2 separate regions of the Sus scrofa genome follow, and region 1 is linked to region 2. A link is a contact called in public HiChIP or PLAC-seq data. All regions are on one chromosome and are shown on one strand. The core of a region is the stretch at or near the end of the contact, and the rest is flanking DNA. Distances in the headings are between cores, read along the strand shown. Region 1 has its middle 63 kb from the start of CCDC80. Region 2 overlaps CD200R1L (CD200 receptor 1-like).

Region 1 (4,104 bases), core at 885-3,384, 77 kb after region 2:
CCAAGAAGAGAAAAAGAATAAATTCCCTCCCTCCCACATCCAACCAGTTCATTTTAGACCACAGGGTTTATTAATATTCAGTAATATGAATAGGCTTAAATAGATAAAAATAGCCAAGCTATTTCCTTTAGACATAGATTTCTGTAAGCCAAGCTGATTTTTCCCATCAGTGCAAGTGTAATTTTCTCTATCGCCAGAGAAGGATATTTTTCCTACCAGTGATCATCGTGTGGGATGGCCATCACCATCTTCTTTCACTTATTTTGCTTTGTGAAAGGTTGAATCCTTCTGTGCTTCTCCTGTCAGCATCTTTATCTGTCTTTTTCTGTTTCTACTACATTTTTACTTCCGAGTCAAGAAAATATTAAAGCAAATTAAATTTCTATGCTACTTAGGGAGATATTCTCCTCCAGTAAAAGATGTAAAAATTTCATCATCATCTGCAATACTGCCATGATCTGCAAAGGATAGAGCCTCAACTTGCTATTTAAATTTAAATCCATTAAAATAAAATAAATTAAACAATTCAGTTCCTCCACATTTCAAGGGCTCAGTAGTTGCCTGTACCTAGTGATTACTGTATTAAATAGCACAAAACATTTTCATCTTTTCAGAAAGTTCTATTGGATAGCACTGCTGGAGATGCCATATAGAAATCTATGTCAAATTCCATTTGGCTGTAACTATTAATTTTAAGCCAGTTTAAGAGTTCTAACTGAGCATAACTAAAAGGATTTTTTGTTGTCATTTTGGTTTTGTTTTCCAAACATCTCATGATTTTTCAATCTGTGAAAAACAAACTCTTGGGCAGACAACTGGAGAGTGATGATCCAAAAGTTAGACAGTCCTGGGTCTAGTTCAGCTGTCATCGTCATCAGCTATATGGCCTCCCTCAATCTCTAAGTGTAGGTTCTTTCCTATAAAATGGAGGCAGTTGTGTTGCCTGCTCTGCTATTTTCATCGTCAATAGGCAGGAATTGTGTTGTATTTATTTTTATATCCACAAAACTTAAAACCATTACTGGTACATAGCACGTGCTCAATAAATGTTCTTTAGCTAAACAGTGAGAAAATGCACATAGATCCTCTTTGTAACTTTAATATGTTCTTTAATCTATCAGTACATAACTAGACGGAGGATTTTATTTATCAAAATTTGAGGGAAGGTACCCTTGGTGATGTGAAACTTGGGGAGAAGAAAAATGCCTCAAAAGGATTTTTAGAAAGTTTTAAGGAAATTAAAACAAAGATCTAGTAAATATTTGAAAGCTTTCTGAATCAGAGTGATGTGGTTTAAATGTCTTGGTTGCACTTGATTTCAAATCAAGAACAACCAGCCCTCATTTTACATGGGTTATAATCATATGAGAGATTAAATATAGATCATGTAAATTAGTTTCCTAGGAAGTTTTAAGGCATAATCTTCTTCTCTTATTCTTTGTTCCCCACAACTCTCACTACCTTAAAGTCTGTATTTCAGCCATAGTTTCAGGAGAGCTTGAAAAGAGTACAATAACTCCCTATCCTATAGAAGCTGAACTCCCTATCCTGTAGAACAGCCACACCTGTTAATGAACACTCACAGAGCAAAGTGCTGCAGGCCACTGACCAACATACATGAGAGTCAGATATCTGTTAAGCAGCTTCTAAATTAGTGGAAACAAGCCAGCCAAATGCATTTGCAGTAGAATTCCAACTGAAGGAACACAGAAGTCAGGCTGTGTGGGTAGTTTGGAAGAAGGCTGAGCTACCCTGGGAAGACTCTCTGGAAAGAAGGAATGAATGTTCAAAACAAATTAGCACCCTGACAGATGGAGAATGGGTTTGAGGATCTTAGTGGCTAGAAGACTATGAGGATTATATTATTCCTTGCTTTTCTCTGTAAAGCAAGAGCCAAGATGTGCTAAGCTCCAAGGGTGAGCTGGCCAGGCACATGGCCCAGTCTTAACTCTATTTTTACTTCATAGAAGATAAAATATGCCCTCTGCATTCCCTCAGAACAGAAGAAGCTGGTTCAGTGCACTGCCACTCACTACATCTACCTTTACTTAGGTGGTTCCACATATATTCATCTTAATTAGATCATACGTGGTAAACATACTGTCAGTTGCATGTTTTGTAAGAGAAGAATCTGTGACTCAACATCCCACAAGATGTAACTGAAGTGGTAAAATGACCCAACTGTTTCTTTGCAAAGTCTGTCTTCTATATCTTATCTTCTACTTTTTTTAATTATATAGGAGCAGTGCAAGTATGGGGAGGCCTAGGGAGGTCTTCTCTTTTTATCTAGTATTACTTTTATCTGTTATTGCTGATATTCTCAAAATGAAGGTGAAAAATATACTCTCTGAATGTTTATTTGATACAGATCCAATTCTGTTAAGTTCAATTTAAATAACAAGTTAATATTTCAAATCCCTTTCCTGTAACTTTATGCTTTTGTTTCAGGATGATGATTCCAGATCTGAGTTCCATCGAGCTGTTAGATGCTCTTTTATATCGAGCTGGCAGAACTGCAAGCCTGCTTACTTCTATGCTAGAACATACTTCCTCTTTAAAATGCATGGAAGTCTGAGTCCCTTTGACCTAATGGTGGCCAAGGTCACCATGAGTGTCAGTCTCAAATCCTGGATGTTACCTTACCCTTCCTTCCCAAAACACAGCTCATCCTGAGACTATACGATTCAGGGCAAGGATACTGGAGGTCTGGGTTCTAGTTGCCAGTAACTAGCACATGCCCATGTAAGCCTTTACCCCCTCTGTTCTCCTCAACTGCAAAATGATTGACTAGGTTATCAATTACACATACATTCTCATTCTTTTATAAGTTATTGAAGATACTGAATATAGTTCCCTGGGCTATATAGTAGGTCCTTGTTGGTTTTATATTTATAGTAGTGTGTATATTTTACTTTCAGCCTATTAATTTATCCCTCTCCCTGTTCCCAAAAAGTAACTCTGTTTCTATGTCTGTCTGTTTCTATGTCTGAGTCTATTTCTGTTTTGTAAATAAATTCATCTGTATCTTTTTTCCACATATAAGCAATATCATATTTGTCTCTGTATGTCTTACTTCACTTAACGTAATAATCTCTAGGTCCATCCATGTTGTTATAAATGGCATTGTTCCATTCTTTTTTATGGCTGAGTAGTATTCCATTGTGCACGTACATGTGCGTGCACACACACACACACCCATCCTCTTTATCCATTCATCTGTCAATGGACAATTAGGTCACCTCTATGTCTTAGCTTCTGTACATAGTGCTGCTATGAACATTGTGGTGCATGCATATTTTCAAATTACGGTTTTCTCTGAATTGATGCCAAGGAGTGGGATTGCAGGATCATACGGTAGCTCTATTTTTAGTTTTTTAAGGAATTTACACTGTTCTCCATAGAGGTACCAATTTACAGTTCCTCCAACAATGTAGGAGGGTTCACTTTTCTCCACATACTCCTCTCCAGCATTTAATATTTGTAGACTTTTTGATTATGGCCATTCTGACTGATGTGAAGTGATAGCTCACTGTAGTTTTGATTTGCATTTCTCTAATAATTAGCAATACTGAGCATCTTTTCATGTGACTTTTGGCCATCTGTATGCTTTCTTTGGAAAAATGTCTTTTTGGATCTTCAGCACTTTTTTTTGATTGGGTCATTTATTCGTTTGTTTGATATGAGATGTAGGAGCTATTTGTATATGTTGGAGATGAATCCCTTTTCAGTTGCATCATTTGCAAATATTTTTTCCCATTGTGTAGGAAGTCTTTTTGTTTTGTTTATGGTTTCCTTTGCTGTGCAAAATCTTTTAAATTTAATAAGGTCCCATTTGCTTACTTTTGCTTTTATTTCCATTACTCTAGGAGATGGATCCAAAAAGATATTGCTGCTATTTATGTCAAAGGATATTCTGCCCATGTTTTCCTCTAGGAGTTTTATACTATCCAGTCTTACTTTTAGGTCTTTAATTCGTTTTGAGGTTATTTTTGTGTATGGTATAAAGGATGTTTTAATTTCATTCTTTTACATGTAGCTGTCCAGTTTTCCCATCTTTACTTATGAAGAGACTGTATTCATTGTATATCCTTGCCACCTTTTTCA
Region 2 (4,117 bases), core at 281-2,780:
TATTCATGTGCATTTTCATGGCCTGTTTTTGTTCTTCCTCTAGTGATTATGAAGCAAATAATATTTAATTCATGTGTATGGCCATGGTCTGTTTTCATTCCTCCCTCAGAGATAATGAAATATATGTAACTTCAGAATATAGTAATCATAGGTGTGAGAGCCATCTCTAAGACAGTTCCAGAAGAATTTCTGGTTATATAAACTCAAGGGATGCTTGTGATAGGAAATGGCATTTGGGGATATGCAAAGATGATCTAATAGTCAGCCAGTCCCAAGGCATGAAAGGGCATGTCTGCATTGTAGAATTGGAAAGATAAAGATACTGTTGTGGGCTTGTAGAGAATATGTGAGCCCAAGAAACAGAGGAACTGAAATACATGGGACATTACCTATCAAATCTTTTTCCATGAAAAAGACTCCATCATTCCCTGAAGAGATTTATCTGAATTCATGCTTCTTATCTGTTCCCTTCTTACTGCCATGATTTTCTGGGAAGAGTGAAAAGCTAAGCTACTCCCTCTCAACTTCCTACAAGTGCATAAAGACAAAAAAACATTTTTTTAATTTTCTGAACACATATATGTGTGCATATATACATATAAGACAAATTAATTGTGGTCCTAAACTGAGGGAAATTGGGAATAACTTTTATCAAAACACAATTAAGAGCCACTAGAGGGTGCTTCAACTTAATTTTTTTAACTATTTCCAAGCAAGCTAAAATCTGACCCCAGACAGTAATCTTGCTCTTTTTTTTCTTTTATCATTCCATACAACTGTCCCTCCATTTACTAATTCTTTACGTCTTCTTAGTTGTTAATTCTGAAACAATTACAGAAGAAAGGGAAAGTGGTTTAAATTAACTTAAGGAGAAAAGTTTTTTGTTTTTTGCTTCCAAACTTGAATTGCATTACCACTGTCACTTAATTTTAGCTGAAACATTTTGTTTATCAAACAAGATAGAGGTTAAGTATTAACAGTCTCATCTCAGGGAAAGGGGAAATGTGAGAATCTCTTAGTGGTTAATCAAAGTTAGTACTCACTTATTTCTTAAACTGGGAAGTTGAGATCACTCCATTCCCTAAAAAACAAATAGCTGCTTGTTAGCCTTAATGGCAGCAGATGGTCAGAGCTACAAATAAAATTAGCTGGCCTTTTCTACTTCCTGGGTCCAACCCTTATCTCCTCCCCCATCATCCTTAAGAGGCACACATGGTATTTTAAAGCTAGAGGGAAGCTGCAGATAAAGTAGGCCAACTTCCTCATTTTACAAAAGAGGAAACTAACACTCAGAGTAAACTGACCACTGGGTGTTACCAAGAAGCCAGCTGGAATGTGGACTTGCTTTGCTTGCTAATGAGAGCACGCATGAAGTGGGCTTTATAGTTTGTTTGGTTTGGACTGAGACTTAGGGTTCAAGAGAGAATTTACCAAAGCCTTCGAAAGGATCCTAAGATGAAAAAGTGAAACAACACATGAAATATTCATGACATTTACTATCTTCAAGGAAAGACTGAATGTTATCATGGTTAACAATTGTCACCACATGCCAAGGACCTCACATGCCAAGTACATCACATCTAAACTGAGAAACAAGTGCAATGGAGAGATTTTAAAAATTGCTTGTTTAAATCTTATTATAGTTTTTTCTACAATCTGGATGTAAGAAAAGAGGCATGAGAGGAAAATTTGTCTGTTTAGGGAAATATACCAACAGTTTAGACAAATATACCAACAGTTTAGACAGAGAAGAGGGCTCAGGTTGTAGAATGCACTGGAAATAGCAAAATAAAGGGAAATAAAATGATCAGCAAAACTTAAAAAGTTTTCTTTCTGGGTTCTAGTAAGAGGAATTTTGGAAGCTCTTGAGGAATAAATAGAAACAGAGTAGGCCTTTGCTACAAAAGCTCTTGAGAAATAAAAGAAGAAATAGAATAGGCCTTTACTACAAAAAGAATTGGTGTGTCATAAATTCTCTATGAGGGGGTAGCTAAAGAATATTAGAATTAAAGATGCCTCTCTGTTAATATTTAGTTAAAAACTGTTAGACACAATTGCATGATTAATGGTGATTTAGAAATGAAGGAAGAGGAAACTCTGCCCACATTTGGGGGGAACAGAACAAAGAGTGCATAGTTGGCAGGCCTGGTGATGAGAAAACAAGGATGGCCAAAAATTAGTTGGAATTAGCAGTTTAGGGAGAGAGATGACAAGAAGTCAGCAGAGGAAGGCATGCACACCACTAGGCATTTTCAAAAAGCTGGGGAGGGTGTTGCAGTTCCCCAAATTACACTGGCCAGAGATTCAGTTATTTTATTTGGCCATTAAAGGAAAAAGATTTTTCCAGAAGACTGGAACTCTTAGGGACCATCGGGAACTGCAAGGATGCTTAGGAAAAGAAGCTCACAGTCGACCAGCAGAATTACTCCTTGAACTCCAAACACTTAACTATATTATGTTCTGATAATAAGGAGAACTCCATAATCTCTGAAGGTCCTGGCTAGATCTAGAAGTTGGCATTCTCCTGCCTTCTTCCCAGTGACCTGTAGCTTAGAATTTTCTGGACTAGAAGAAAGAAAGAAATAGGAAGACTCAGAAATTCTTAAATTTCTAGACTTTTCTCTTTTTAGGGCACTGCAAGCTCTCTGCATTCCTAAATAGCCACAATAGGTCATAAAGATGGTATAGCAGATGTGCCCAGGATCTGTGTGTAACCAGGCCCAGTGAGAGTCAGAGTCCACAGTGTTCAGATGGGAAGCAGTTCCCTCTGCTATTTTTCTCTCTTAGATTTGTGTCCACCTGTACTTCCTGGGTAGAAAGCTGAGCATTTCCTTCTCAGTGCTGGCCATATGTCTACACTGAGAGCTGTAGTTCTGTCTATTGCTAGCTTCCCACATATCTCTAGACACAATTTATACCTGAAATGGTATTGAAGGGCCAGAGGACCCCCAAATTACATTGTGGGGGTGGAATGGAATCTTTGCCAGAAGAGGACAGCATATCTCTCTAAATTCCAAGGGGTGGTATTTCTGTGGATTGGATGGATGGATAGAGAAATCATGGGAAAAACACAGTCAAGTCCTGGAAGCAGGGTCCAAAGGGCTAGGATCTCCAAGGGTTTATTTAAATTGCTTTGCTAAGGCTACCTATAGCACTCACTTTGATGTATTCTGAGTAAATTAATTCCTTCATTCATTAAATGTTCATTAATTACTTGATATTTGTCAGCCATTACACTAAGCTCTAAAAATAAGTAAGTAAAATGTGAATCGAATATTAAATAAAATATGATCCTTAAAGATTTCATGGTTGGGAGTTCCTGTTGTGGCACAGTGGAAACGAATCCGACTAGGAACCATGAGGTTGCGGCTTCAATTCCTGGCCTTGATCAGTGGGTTAAGGATCCTGCGTTGCCGTGAGCTGTTGTGTAGGTCACAGATGTGGCTCAGATCCCGCGTTGCTGTGGCTCTGGTGTAGGCTGGCAGTTGTAGCCCCAATTCGATCCCTAGCCTGGGAACTTTCATATGCCTGCCACAAGTGTGGCCCTAAAAATATAAAAGACCAAAAAAAAAAAAAAGATTTCACAGTGAAGAAGATAGGCAAATAAGCAGATCACTAAAATCCAGTATTGATGTATTAAAAAAGGTATATACCTTTAGCAATCAAAGGAAGGAATACTCAGTTCTTACTGAAGATGTGGCTTGTAGTTAAGGAAAAGCATTGGGTACATTATGAGGCTTTCAGCTGCAAGAAACAAAGTAGGACTCTGACAGTTAATAAGGTCATTTACTATTTTACATAAGAAGGCATCCAGAAGTAGGGCCAACTTCAAGTCTGGTTGTTTCAATGGCTTTACAAAGCCTTCAAGACTGGATTTTATCCTTTCTCTGCTCTGCTATCATCAGTGTCAGTGTTTGCTTCATCCTCAAGCTGGACGTGAGTAGGTAGCAGCCATCCCAAGGCTGTAGCCAGACACAGCATGCCCAGAGGAAGAAGCCTGACCATTTCTTCCCCAAACCCATTTCTTCCTCTGAAGAGTGAGGACCAAGAGCCCCCATAGGCTTCCTCTCTTGTCTGATTGGTCAAAGTCACAGATACAATCTCTAGCAAAGGGGCT

The links. HiChIP or PLAC-seq counts read pairs in DNA pulled down with a chosen protein or histone mark.
Region 1: an H3K27ac HiChIP or PLAC-seq map of alveolar macrophages shows a contact between it and region 2. The contact joins two enhancer-like sites. A contact is called at or near these places in 3 of 47 Hi-C or Micro-C datasets (alveolar macrophages, blood and embryonic fibroblasts) and 1 of 2 datasets of contacts at active chromatin or transcription factors (alveolar macrophages).

What each region holds. Positions count from the first base shown.
Region 1 is chr13:147,138,562-147,142,665 of Sscrofa11.1, forward strand. No RefSeq gene overlaps it. Among named protein-coding and RNA genes, the nearest start is that of CCDC80, 63 kb to the right of the region's middle. Within about 2 kb of position 2,135, at least 5 of the 83 cell types and tissues checked have an H3K27ac peak or open chromatin away from gene starts, as enhancers often do. A contact at or near this core is called in alveolar macrophages, where this site is marked.
Region 2 is chr13:147,061,956-147,066,072 of Sscrofa11.1, forward strand. The region is part of intron 5 of CD200R1L (CD200 receptor 1-like); the gene reads left to right. Among named protein-coding and RNA genes, the nearest start is that of CD200R1L, 39 kb to the left of the region's middle. Within about 2 kb of position 1,531, at least 24 of the 83 cell types and tissues checked have an H3K27ac peak or open chromatin away from gene starts, as enhancers often do. A contact at or near this core is called in alveolar macrophages, where this site is marked.